4 separate regions of the Sus scrofa genome follow, and all the other regions are linked to region 4. A link is a contact called in public Hi-C and HiChIP or PLAC-seq data. All regions are on one chromosome and are shown on one strand. The core of a region is the stretch at or near the end of the contact, and the rest is flanking DNA. Distances in the headings are between cores, read along the strand shown.

The links. Hi-C and Micro-C count contacts between places; a contact is called where the count stands out from the background. HiChIP or PLAC-seq counts read pairs in DNA pulled down with a chosen protein or histone mark.
Region 1: a contact with region 4 is called in a Hi-C map of skeletal muscle, with 5 times the contacts expected there. The contact joins the promoter of CDR2 here to the promoter of EEF2K in region 4. A contact is called at or near these places in 11 of 47 Hi-C or Micro-C datasets (alveolar macrophages, embryonic fibroblasts, fetal heart ventricle and 6 more) and 2 of 2 datasets of contacts at active chromatin or transcription factors (alveolar macrophages and skeletal muscle).
Region 2: an H3K27ac HiChIP or PLAC-seq map of skeletal muscle shows a contact between it and region 4. The contact joins the promoter of LOC100524613 here to the promoter of EEF2K in region 4. A contact is called at or near these places in 1 of 47 Hi-C or Micro-C datasets (skeletal muscle) and 2 of 2 datasets of contacts at active chromatin or transcription factors (alveolar macrophages and skeletal muscle).
Region 3: a Hi-C map of retroperitoneal adipose tissue shows a contact between it and region 4, with 1.8 times the contacts expected there. The contact joins the enhancer-like site here to the promoter of EEF2K in region 4. A contact is called at or near these places in 4 of 5 promoter capture datasets (fetal liver, fetal skeletal muscle and liver), 25 of 47 Hi-C or Micro-C datasets (adipose tissue, alveolar macrophages, blood and 17 more) and 2 of 2 datasets of contacts at active chromatin or transcription factors (alveolar macrophages and skeletal muscle).

Annotation. Positions count from the first base shown.
Region 1 is chr3:23,795,045-23,798,162 of Sscrofa11.1, reverse strand. It overlaps CDR2 (cerebellar degeneration-related protein 2), which reads right to left and starts at 1,360. Exons shown (of 5, transcript XM_021086479.1): 1 at 996-1,360. The coding sequence starts at 1,074.
Region 2 is chr3:24,227,379-24,230,533 of Sscrofa11.1, reverse strand. It overlaps LOC100524613 (cytochrome b-c1 complex subunit 2, mitochondrial), which reads left to right and starts at 1,703. Exons shown (of 14, transcript XR_002342381.1): 1 at 1,703-1,858.
Region 3 is chr3:24,181,761-24,184,735 of Sscrofa11.1, reverse strand. PDZD9 (PDZ domain-containing protein 9) reads right to left here. Exons shown (of 5, transcript XM_021086490.1): 2 at 1,244-1,468. The coding sequence starts at 1,274. Among named protein-coding and RNA genes, the nearest start is that of PDZD9, 7.0 kb to the right of the region's middle. Within about 2 kb of position 1,460, at least 37 of the 83 cell types and tissues checked have an H3K27ac peak or open chromatin away from gene starts, as enhancers often do. A contact at or near this core is called in adipose tissue, brain, embryonic fibroblasts and 6 more, where this site is marked.
Region 4 is chr3:23,978,889-23,982,094 of Sscrofa11.1, reverse strand. It overlaps EEF2K (eukaryotic elongation factor 2 kinase), which reads left to right and starts at 1,864. Exons shown (of 19, transcript XM_003124551.6): 1 at 1,864-2,215.

The sequences.
Region 1 (3,118 bases), core at 111-2,610, 180 kb after region 4:
CCCCCAACAGCAGTACTCAGTACTTCTTTGCCATAGCACTGCCCTACGAAATGAGCGAGCACCTGTGTGAAGGGGCCTGTTAGCGTCTGGCACACCAACAGCTTCCCCAGTTGCAAGTCCCTGCTATTAAGAGGCAAAAAACTGGCATTGGCTCCAAAGTGAAGGCCCCTCTAAGGTGTCTCTCTGGAGACAAGAAATCCAAGACAGGCTAGGGCCTGTTTTAAACGAACACCTGTTTTTAACTAGAAAGCAAGGGTGCAAATTGAAGGAAGGGGAATACCGCTGAAGTGCCCTCAAGTCATGTCCCTTGCATCTGGTGAACACAAGCAAAAATTTTCCCGCAACTGAAAAAGCCGTAAAACAGGTGGTGAAGAGATAAGGTTTGGGCAGAGGCTACGACGACTCCCCAGTCTGAGTGTGTGGCTTCATAAATACGTTCTCCCCCACTTAATCTGGAGGAAGGCACTTGGCAGCGTTAGTCTCCGCTTTGCCCATCTGGAAAATGGGGATAACACAAGTTACTCTCTCGCGGAGTTATGGTGCCCATCGAATGTGTGAAAAGGGCTAGACAAGGTTCCTGCCACCTGCAGCAGCTCACACTTGGCACCGACTGTGTTTTCTCCCGGAGGCGGAGAGGCAGCAGGGGCCCCTGAGCCCAGCAAGGGCTCCCCTCTCTGCTCCGAGTAATGCCATGGGGATTAAATCAGTTAATCTGGGGAAAGCGCGTCAAACGGTGCCTGGCGCCCAGCTAGCAGGAGGGGTGATGATGGTGATGCTGATATTGGTACCTGCGCAGAAGCCCGAGTCCCGCGCAGCGCAGTTCCCCGGGGCGGGATGGGCAGGCGCGACAGTCCCAACACCAGGTGAGCGCCAGACCTTCCCTGCACTTGGCATCTGTTGGCCCCGAGGAAAAGCAACTTTTTAAGTTTCGCGGCGGGAGAAGCCGTGAGCCGGCAGCGCCCCGGCCAGGCCCTGCCAGGCGACCGCGCCCTCACCTTGCTGGAGGTCCTGGTGGTCGTACCACGGCTCGTCCTCCTTCATCTCAAACTCCTCCACCAGGTTTTCCGCCAGCATCTCGGCCGGCTCTTCCGGGGGCAGCGGCCCCCGCCGCCGCCGGCCCGCCTCAGCCGCTGCCCCGGGCTTTCCGCCGGCCCCTCCGCCCTCGGCCAGAGCCGCCCTCGGGCGGGACGCGCCGCCGCCCTGGCTCTGCCGCGCAGTCCGACCACAGCTAGCCGCCGCTGCCGCCGCGGGGCGGCTCGCAGCGCAAGCCTCGGACCGGCTTTCCGACTCGCCTCGCGCAGCTCAAAGAGTCCCAACGGCCAGCGCCCAGGCGCTAGCGCCCCGGCCGGCGCCCAGAGCCGGCTCCTCACGCCGCAGCCCGGCCCAACGTGGCACTTTGGCAGAACCCTCCCCGATCTGGGCTGCGATTCAAACCCCCGGCGGCGCCTCAGCCAATCGCGAGAGGGATGTCGGCCGAGCGGCAGCGACATCGTCCAATCCCGTCTCACTGCAGTCCCGCGGTTCGCCGGGTTTCAAGGGCAAGCAGCCAATGGGAACTCCGGGGGAAACAAAGAAGGCGGGAAAAGGGGAAGGGGTGCGGCCGAAGGTCCCGCCCCTCTCTGCTTTGAGTAGCTACTGGGCGTATTCGCGTTACACAGGTGTGGATGTGGCGGCCTCAGCGGCCACTGTGGTGGGTGTCGGGCGCGCTGGCCAGTGGACTGGCTGCGTGGGCGTGAGGGGCGGGAGTCTGGCCTCGGAGCATAAGGCAGTTGCTGGCAGGCGGCGTGAAGGGTTCCGGGATCCTGAGATCCGCTGTCCCGCCGGCCTCTGCTGGTCTTTTCACGCCCAGATTTGGTCTCCTCTACGCAGAGAAATTGAGGGTCGGTCGAAAGTTTAGGGCTGTTAGCTATTTTCTCCTTGATATCTGAGTACAATCAGCTGAGGATTGTACTCACTCCCCCTGAAACGGTGAGCCTCAAACCCACTTGAGTATCTGGGGACAAACAGGAACCGGTGCAGTTGACGGTAACTTAGCCTTAAAAAAAAAAGAAAGAAAGAAATTGCAGGCATTTTTGCATACTTTTAAAAAGATTCACAGATCACAGGACTCTGGAGTCATAATGTTAACACCTGCAGAGAATGCAGTCGAAGCACTAGATGGCCAGCAGAGCAGTGAACACTCGTCTCCAAAGACAATAGCAAAATAAATAACTGCCGGTAGGTTGTGGATTTCACCAGCATTGTGCAGACAAAACACAGACATTTTAAAATAGGGTTACAGACCAGAAGGTCAGTGTTCTCAGCCTTGATGTAACGGTAATGCACAGCTGACAGACAACGGTGCTGTCTCTTAAAGTAGAATGCGCACTAATAAACGTAGAAGGACTTACGGTGTTAGAAGTAATAAAAGCAGAAATGGTAAACTGATAAATTCTTTTCTTCTGAAGCCAAATATGCTAAAAGGTAAAATGTTACTGATAAATTTTTTATTGCTAGGCTAAGACAGAAGCTAGGTTGTGCGTCTAGCTAGTCTAGCCTGTACTGCTCTAATTGTCAATATTCTGGTAGAGAAATTAGTCCCTAGCCGAAAGAAAATAATCACACCCAACTATCTTTTTTTTTTTTCTTTGCTTTCTAAAAAATTTATTTATTTATTTTGTCTTTTTAGGGCTGCACCCATGGCATATGGAGGTTCCCAGGCTGGGGGTCAAATCGGAGCTGTAGCTTCGATCTACACAGCTGATGGCAATGCTGGATACTTAACTCCCTGAGGGAGGCCAGGGATCAAACCTGTGTCCTCATGGTTGCTAATGAGATTCGTTAACAACTGAGCCACCGCAGGAACTCCAAACTCAACTATCTTAATTTAAAAGTCACTATGGATAGAGCTCTTTGGAAAGAGAGATGATTGGATTTAGGATTTGTGGATGGTGATTTGTGGAAGCTGAAGGGGCAGAAACATGTCTCTGATCGCTAAGAGACAGTTTTTTAGTCTCTAATCTGCAAGATTGAAAGTGCTGACTTTTTCCTCCATGGCAGAAGCTTGTTTTTGACTCCAAATCAAATGGGAAAGTGCATCGAAATGCTCTTTTAGAGTCTTCAAAAATCAACAAGAAAC
Region 2 (3,155 bases), core at 454-2,953, 250 kb before region 4:
TTTTTTTTTTTTTTTTTTTTTGTCTTTTTGCTATTTCTTGGGCCTCTCCCGCGGCATATGGAGGTTCCCAGGCTAGAGGTCGATTCGGAGCTGTAGCCACCGGCCTACGCCAGAGCCACAGCAACATGGGATCGGAGCCGCATCTGCAACCTACACCGCAGCTCCCGGCAACGCCGGATCGTTAACCCACTGAGCAAGGGCAGGGATCGAACCCGCAACGTCATGGTTCCTAGTTGGATTCGTTAACCACTGCACCACAACGGGAACTCCTATGTTTTTTTTTTTTAATTGTTTTAGTTTTCAGCATTTTCAGAACAAACAGTTCGTGTTTTGTTACCCAGTTATTTTTCAACTAATCATTAAGATTTTTTTCCTTTTTCTGGTTTTATTTCATTTACATGTTCACCTACTGTACTGGTTAGTTTTTGTTGTTTGTGAACTCTAGAAAATAGGCATCACACTGAATATAGTTACTTAATGCTTTTACATTTAGCATTGTTTCTAAGACTCACTGATGTCATAAAAGAAGAAACTCATTACCAGCACTACTTGCCATAATATTCAAAATAAATATACAACTATTAAAATAGAACAATGTTCATTTATGTACCAACTTAAAATCATCACATGCATCACTGTGTAAGTGTATCACATTTTCACCACCGGGTATTAGAAGTCGCCTGGTATCTCCTGTTAGATAAGGCGGAGCAATTCACCCACAAGCCAAAGAAGACCTAAGTTTGTGTATGCTTTGTAACATCTACAGTACCAGCCCTTATGAAATTTTAATGCACATATGAATCAACTTGGGATCTTGCAAAGGTGCAGATTTTGATTCTATATGGAACCTAGATTCTGCATTTCAAACAAACTCCTAAATGATATTGATGTTGGTTTCCCAACCACGCAAAGTGGCAGGGTACCAGACTGTTAAGTCCCTGAAGGGCAGGGATCATGCCTTATTCTTTAGAATAGTGTCTGGCACAGGCAACGGCTAAGTTACTACTCGTTGAAGAAAGCACTGAATTCGCTTCCCCCCAGTCACACGACTCCCAATAAGCAACCTTCAGTTCCAGTCTCTCGCGCGAGCGCACCACTACTATTCAAAATTTTTAATCTAAGACAAAACTATAGCTCAGTTTTTATTTTCTACGTAATCCCAGTCTAGAATATAAATTCCATGAGAGTAGAGACCTTAGTTGTGAGGATTTCCTAAATTTCAGTCTCCCCGGACCTGATCTGGAAGTAAGAACAGCGAATTCTCTGGGTAAGGCCTCTGCTCTCATGGAGCTAATGATCTAGCGAGGACTTCAAGCGAGAGGCGATCACACCAGGTTTCTACGTCCAAGCCTTTGCTGCAGGGCAGCCACGGAGACCCGCTCCCAAGGCCACGGCCACCAGGCAGTGGGAAGTCCTGGAACTCAGTCGCCGCGGGGGGGAAAGCCCCGGGCAGGGGCTCTTTCATTGGACAGTCCAGATCGGGAGAATCCAAAGTGGCGGGGGTGCTGGATGGGCTGTCCTAGACGTAGAAAAGGACTACAGAGTGGATATCCGCGCCAGGAAGAGAAATCTAAAAGTGGTCATTTAAATTGCCTTCTGAATATTTCCTTACGAAATTATGTGTCTCCCTAGCCTGCGTCTTGGAGGAATTGGACTGGTCCAACCTCCTCCGGGGAGCAGTAGAGCGCAGGCGGGTCGTGTAGAGAGGCCCCTCAGTAGGCGTGGGAAAGAGTGTCGCGGGGAGAGTTGGGCCATTCCCGCCCTCCGCCACCATCTTGCTCTCCTGTAAGGCGGTTGTGACCGCGGGTCCGAGCAATCTTAAGCCATGAAGCTTATAACCAGAGCCGGATCCTTCTCGGTGAGCACAGCCGGCGGGCTTGGGGCAGGGTTGGGAGAGCAGTTTGTTAGCAAGGTCATACGGACAGGAGGTGCCTGGTTTGGGGTCCCGGTGCCTTGGGCTCTGTTCTGCCCTTCAGCTGAACCCTGCCGGCCAAGTGGTCTGCAGGCTGGGTGGGTCGGGCGGCCGAAGGACAGCTCGTGGTCTGAGTACCGGAGACCCAATGCCGGAAAACCGAAAGAGAGGGAGAGGGTTTGAGAGCCGAGGTGCAGCGACTGGGCGTGGGAGACCTTTGAAGGTCATTAGTGCACTTTGCTGGAGAAGGCGACCGCCAGACCTCGGACGCAGGAGGCCGGCGTAGACCTACCTGTCAGCCTCGGCCCCCCGTCCCTACCCGTCAGCCTCGGCGTATGCTTCTTGGCGTATCACGGAGCATCACCTTTTCCAATGGGCTTATGAGTATGATCCTAAGGAAGAAATGAGCTAATGTCTTTGTAGCGTTTTTCGCAGTGCCTGGAAGTTGTTACTGTGGTCTCCTGCTTTTCTTGATCTCTTGTCAGAGTTTATCCAGGAGGGGTTCTTGGCCTGCCCTCAAGAGCTTAAGCTCATTCAAGCCAAGCCGGAGTGAAGCATAGCTGTTGTCTGGGGAAATCTCCTCTAAGTGTCAGTGTTATATGTGTGGAACGGTAGTTATGGGGGGGGGGTCTTGTTCTCAGATTGAAAAATCTCAGCAAAGCCGCCTTTGTTCCTAGGAGACAGTTGGCAATATCTAGAGACATTTTTGGTTGTAACAACTTGTGGGGGAGTTCTGCACCTGAACATCCTACAGTGCCTAAAGCCATCCACGGCAAAGAATTGTCCAGTCCCAAATGCCAAAATTACCTGGGTTTGCAAGGTAACCTAGGAACCTGATAGAAGGAGGTGCAAAAGACCAGGGAATGGAGTTTCTCTGCACTTAATGTTTAAGTAGATAAACTATGAATTGTACAAATAGCCCTAATTTAGTCTACAATTGTCTTACCCTTCCTAACACCCCTAGACAAACCAGTGATTAGAGGAAAACCCAGTTAGACTGGGCAAAGATCTCCAAAGCTCCTCCTCCATTCCATCCATCTCCACTTTCCAGTAGGAAAAAAATACTCAGTTCCCATCGTGGCTCAGTGGAAACGAATCTGACTAGAATCCATGAGGACACAGGTTCAATCCCTGGCCTTGCTCAGTGGCTTAAGGATCTGGCGTTGCTATGAGCTGTGGTGTAGGTAGTAGACACAGCTCAGAACTGAGCTTGCTGTGGCTGTAGCGTAAGCCAGCAGCTACA
Region 3 (2,975 bases), core at 211-2,710, 200 kb before region 4:
TGCCATGAGCTGTGGTATGAGTCGCAGACACGGCTCGGATCCTGCGTTGCTGTGGCTGTGGTGTAGGCTGGCGGCTACAGCTCCGATTAGACCCTTAGCCTGGGAACCTCCATATGCCACAAAAAGAAAGAAAGAAGGAAAGAAAGAAAGAAAGAGGAAGAAAGAAAGGGTTACTGCATTTACCCAAGCATGTCATGACAATGTCAGTGGAGATAAGCAGTAGGGGAAAAAAGCATTTGGGAGAAAAATCCAGGGCCATGGGTAGGGAGGGGGTGAAATATGTTTTTTACAGAACTGAATCACACAAGCAAAGTTTCAAAGCCTGAGGAGTAATTTCAAACAGCAAGTTATTTTCCCAAGAGGAAGCTTCTGAAAAGACTCATTTTCAGTTCACAGGAGGCTTCTGGGGCAACTTTCAGCACACTCTTTCAGCATCTCATACACACACACTTAAGGAGAAGTGACAAGTTACTACTTGCCAAGCCTTTGCCAAATCTATGTGCCTGTGGTATTTGGGGGCTCAGGTGTCCTCCTCACCGGTGAAGGAGGGGCTCCCCCTGTCCCACACCTCCAGCTGCGGGGAGCTGGCTGGCTCATGGCCCTTTCAACTCCAAGCAAGGGTCCTTGCTTATCTCCAACCTCCCCCTCCTGGAGACCACGGATGCTTTCTGTCCAGAAAACAAGGTAACCCAGAATGAGAAGGTACCATCTTCAGAGCCTTTGCAGGATTATAGGAGCGATTTGGAACCAGTTATCCTCTCCTTGAGTCTCTGGTTTTCCTGAGCAATCAGAGAACTGGCATCACAGCCAGGGTCTGAGTCCCAACCTCAGTTTGCAAATTAAAGGTGCTTATGATATAATCTACGATGAAGCCCAGTCTCCAAAGACAGCGGGGTGAAGTTAAAGAAGCCAGACTCAAAAGACTCCATATGACATGATTCCGGTTTTGTAACATTCTCCGTGGCAGGGGCGAAACCGTAGAAAACAGATCAGGAGCTGGGGTGGCGAGAGGCATGGGCAGCGAATGGGCATCGCGAGGTAATTTGGAGGGTGGTGGAAATTACATCTTGTTTGTGGCAGTGGTTAAACACGGGTATATGATTGTTAAAACTCACAGAGCTGTCCGCTGAAAAGGGGAGGCTCTTACTGTATGTAAATTACAGTCTGGTAAACAAATGTTGGTGAGAGGCTGTGTGCCAGGCTGAGTGTGATGGTCCCGTTTTACAGAGGGGGGGGGAGTTACCTTTAGCGCTTTTCTGAACAGGCTTCTTCATAGCCCCGGGAGGGCAGGCCGCTCAGGAGGGCCTCCCGGAGCCAAAGCTGGAGCCGGTCCAACTCCCAACTGCTTTCGAACCTTGCCGGAGCCGGGGCGCGGCGGGCCCGACTACGGGCGGCGAGATCTCGGGCCGGCCCCCAGGGGGCGCTGCGACCACGCTGTCCAGAAGTGCGGCGCTCCGCTCCGAGGACCCTGGAAAATGCAGTGCAGGAAAACTTTGGTGGAGAAAAACAATACTTCTGCGGGGAGTCGCACAGTGCTTGGCCCACCGTGGGGTTCGTCACCCATTCTTGGGAAACTGCTGAAAAATGGAGAGGGTGGAGGAAGCCCATGAGAGAGTCTCTCAAAGAGGTGAGGTTGTCAGCAGAGGAAGATCCTAGCTAGCTCTTAAAAGAGCACAGAATCCCCTGCTGCTCTCCAATAATGGTATTTTTAAATATTGTTACATCAACTGCGCCAACTGCTTTGGAACGGCACGCTTTTCATGGATGTTTTGAATGAGAAAAGGCCAAGAGTGGCCTGAAAAAAATGAGTCACGATTAGGAGAGGAATTAATTCTTCCTCCTTTTTTCCAAAATAATCCTTCCTCCCCCACACACATTCACTCATACAGCAAGTATTTACTGGAAGCCTGCTCTGTGGTTTGTGCTGATGCTGGGGATACAACAGCAGACAAAACAAACAAGGGCTCTAGCCTCTTGGAACTTAGATTTAAAAAAACACAGGGAGTTCCCTGATGGCCTAGCAGTTAAGGATCTGGCGTTTTCATCTGACTTGGGTTTGATCCCTTGCCCAGGGAACTTCGGAGTGCCATGGAATGCCCCCCACCCCCCCAAAAATCAGATGTCTTTTGTCATTTTTTTTTAGGGCCACACCCGAGGCACATGGAGGTTCCCAGGCTAGGGGTCAAATAGGAGCTGTAGCTGCCGGCCTACACCACAGCCACAGCCACACCAGATCCAAGCTGCATCAGTGACCTACACCACAGCTCGCAGCAACACCAGATCCTTTACCTACTGAGGCCAGGGATTGAACCTAAGTCCTCATGGATACCAGTCAGGTTCGTTAACTACTGAGCCACGACAGGAACGCCAAAAAAATCAGACGAAGTGAACAATTTTAGGAAGGTATAAATTATCAAAAATAAATTCTAGAAGAAACTGAAAACAGTGTACTGAGGTGGGTCCTATTGTCACCCCCACTCTGACGAAACTGAAAGGCTAGGCCTCTCGTGTTTATGCCTTCAACAAAGAGTAATCAAGCACCTATCAGGTGTCAGGCACTGTGCAAAGATTTCCATGGTAAACTCGGCAGGTTCCAGCTTACTCAGCGGTTTCTGGGGCTCTACCCAGACAATAAAGCAGGGAAGATTTCCTGTTGGATAAATCTCGTGTTGTAGTGGCTGATACAGAATGAAATGAAATGAAAAGAGTCATCCTGTTCCCTGTTACTCACAACAAGGCATCTCCTACAGGTGGCTCCTTGTGACAGAGTGCCTCTGTCCTCCTCCAACAAGTCTGGAAAGGCATCTGTCTAGACACCAAACGAATTCTATCATACAATGCATCCTTTTCCTCCATCTTCCTATCAGGAAAGGAGGGTGAGAGTTTGCAGGAATAAAGAACATCGGCATTCAAGGTCCTGTGAGGGGAGCCCATCACTGCCTGGCACACAGGATCCATCCGCCTTTCCTCCATCC
Region 4 (3,206 bases), core at 615-3,114:
TTTGGGGTGTAGGGAGGGGGCTATGTCTCACATCCCACCACAAACTGTTTAAACAGCCCCCACAAGCCATCACCCAACTGGGAGCTTTTCCCCATCCTTCTCAAATCACCTGGCTGCTTCCGCATGGGGCCGTCCCTCCATCCTACCTGCAGGAGAAGAGGGGGGGTCCTTCAAATTTCTCTCTCTCTCTCTTTTTTTAACCCCAAACCAGCAGGAGCCCTGAAATAAAGATGCCCTTTACCAAGAAGAGCCACCTTGGACATCTGCTGGGCAAATGTATCTCTAAAGCCTCATTTTTAAAAATCATTTTTATTTTTTCCATTGTAGTTGGTTTACAGTGTTCTGTCAATTTTCTACTGTACAGCAAAGCGACCCAGTCACATACACACACACGTATATTCTTTTTCTTACATTATCCTCCATCATGTCCATCACAAGTGACTAGATATAGTTCTCTGTGCTACACAGCAAGATCTCATTGCTTATCCCCTCCAAATGCAGTAGTTTGCATCTATGAACCCCAAGCTCCCAGTCCATCCCACTCCCTCCCCCACCTTGGTAACCACAAGTCTGTTCTCCAAGTCCATGCATTTCTTTTCTGTGACAAGCTTCATTTGTGCCGTATATTAGATTCCAGATATAAGCGACATCCTACGGTATTTGTTAAAGCCTCATTTTTATGATCTGTAGAGTAAAGCTAGTGAGACCTACCTCTAGGGTTGGTGTGAAGAGGAATGAGATAAATCACTCGATAAACATCACTGTTACTTTTATTTCTAAGAGTTGTGAAATTTCTAAAATTTCCCTAGAAGGTTTATCTGGAAGAATATCCATGTGTGCACAGTAGTTATCATTCGTTTTATTGCCTTTTCTTCTTTATAACTTTTCATATCTATTCATTCATATCACAGGCATTTATTAAGCACTTACTATGTGCCAGGCCATGTGCTAACAGGAATACAGACAGCAATGTACTAGGCAGGTCAGGGACCTCTAGAGATGATATTAAACAATTATACACATTCCTACTGTATAGCATAGAGAATTGTATCCAGTCTCTTGAGATAGACACCATGGAAGATGATATAAGAGACAGAATGTATGTACATGTGTGACTGGGTTGCTTTGCTGTACAGCAGAAATTGGCACAACATTATAAATTGAAAACATTTAAAAGTTAGTGTTCCTGACGTGGCGCCCCGGAAACAAATCCAACTAGGAACCATGAGGTGGCAGGTTTGATCCCTGGCTCACTCAGTGGGTTAAGGATCTGGCATTGCCGTGAGCTGTGGTGTAGGTCGCAGACGTGGCTCAGATCCAGCGATGCTGTGGCTGTGGCGTGGGCCAGCAGCCTTAGCTCGGCTCAGAGGCCTAGCCTGGGAACCTCCATATGCCAGTGGGTGGGGCCCTAAAAAGACAAAAATAAAGAATAGAAAAATTATACACATGATTGCCGTAGTCATAAGCGCCTAAGTTTTTACGAAGCAGAAATCCGGGGTGGGATGGGGGGGCGATCCATTCTTGATAAAAATATTTTAAGGTTATGCTTAGAGAAGTACCAACGACGACATGCGATCACTCTTTGGAAAGGACTTGAATACAGAACGAGGCAGCCAGCTATGGAGGATGGTAAGGTGCGGTGCGCAAGGGAGGAGTTGGCTGTCCCTTGGCGGGTCAGTGCCAGGCCCTCCCCACCCGATGGGCCCTGAAGCCGTATACTCAGCAGGCTGGGGAGCTGGGGACGGAGCGCCGGCAGGTCCACGCGGCGGCTGCAAAAGCGGTGACGGCCACGGGAGGGCGGCCACGTGAACGATGCACCGAGTGCCCGCCCGGCCGTGGCCCCGCCCCTGCCTGCCTCCTCCTACCCAAGCCCCAGCTCCAGCTCGGCTCCAGTGGGGATCCGCCGCCCGCACACCCAGCGCTGCAGCCGCCCCAGCTCCGCAGACAGTGGTCTGCGCCCGCGCCCTTGGAACGCGCCCCCAGCACACGGGATCCTTCCAGCAGCCCCGCGTGCCCCCTTGCGCCCCGGGATCGGTCCGGCGGCCGCAGCTGCCTCCTTGGAGCGCCCGCCTGCGCGCCCGGCTCTCCGCTCCCCGGCGCTCTCGGGGGGCCCGCCCGCCCTGCACCCTGGAGCACCGGGCCACGAGCTTCTGCCAGCTCCTCTGGATCCTCGCGGCCGTGAGCAGCGGCTGCCTCGCCTGTCCGCCCGGAGCAGGTAGGTGGGGTGGCGGTTGGCTCTGAGAGCCGGGATCGGGCGCTGCAAACAGGCTGGGGCTTAAAAGTGAGGACCCAGGCGGAAGGGACGGGTGAGGGTTAGGCTCTTCGGGGCTCAGTGTTTGCTTCTGTAAAATGGGGCCGTCGTGCAGATTCACGGCAGTGACTATAGGAAAACTACTCGGCACGTGATGGTGTGGGAGAGGCAGCTTGGGGGCCGCCAGCCGGGGCGCCTCGGGGCCCGCAGAGGGTGGGGACAGCCCTGCCTTCCTTCCCCTGCAGGGCCCAGAGCCACGTCCCCTTCCCCGGCCCCCGAACAAGAGGCCCTAATTCCCAGAACCCCGAGGACAGTGTAGACGCGCCCTTGCTGCATTGTTGGCTGCGGGAGTTCGGGTGTTGGCAGTCTCCGGGGACGTGTGCGCCAAGAGACTGGGCATTAATATGCGGGCGGCGACGCGGGGGCGGGAGCCTACCGGGTGAGTCCCGGCCTAGATCCGCTCCGCGGGCCTGGGGGAACGCGGGGAACCAGCCTGGTTGTCCGGCTAGTGAGAGGGAGGGGGGCTGCTCCGTCTGCCCCGTGGGGACGCGGTGTGAGAGCCTGACTTCTGGGACCTCCACCCTGGAAGCTGCCTGCCTTGGGGCCCATCAGCCAGGACATTGTCCACCCCCTCTGATTTTACGGAGGAGGAACTTGAGGCTCAGAATGAGCCAAGGGCAGATACCCGGAACTGTGGGAATATAGAGCGAGCAGGTGAGAGCGGAGAGCAAACGCTGTGTGTGTGTGTGTTGGGGGGAAGGTTATTGGGCAAGACTTCCTGAAGAAAGTGATGCTTGAGCTGAGCTGGAAAGGATGCCAGTGGGAGGAGGAAGGGTATAGGGGTGGAGTTGTGCAGGTGTCTTCTCCCTCTGTGGGCTCCACAACACCTCACATTCATTCTTTTGGCTCACGTGTGTATTCAACAAATATATTGCTTGATGACGGGAATTCAGGT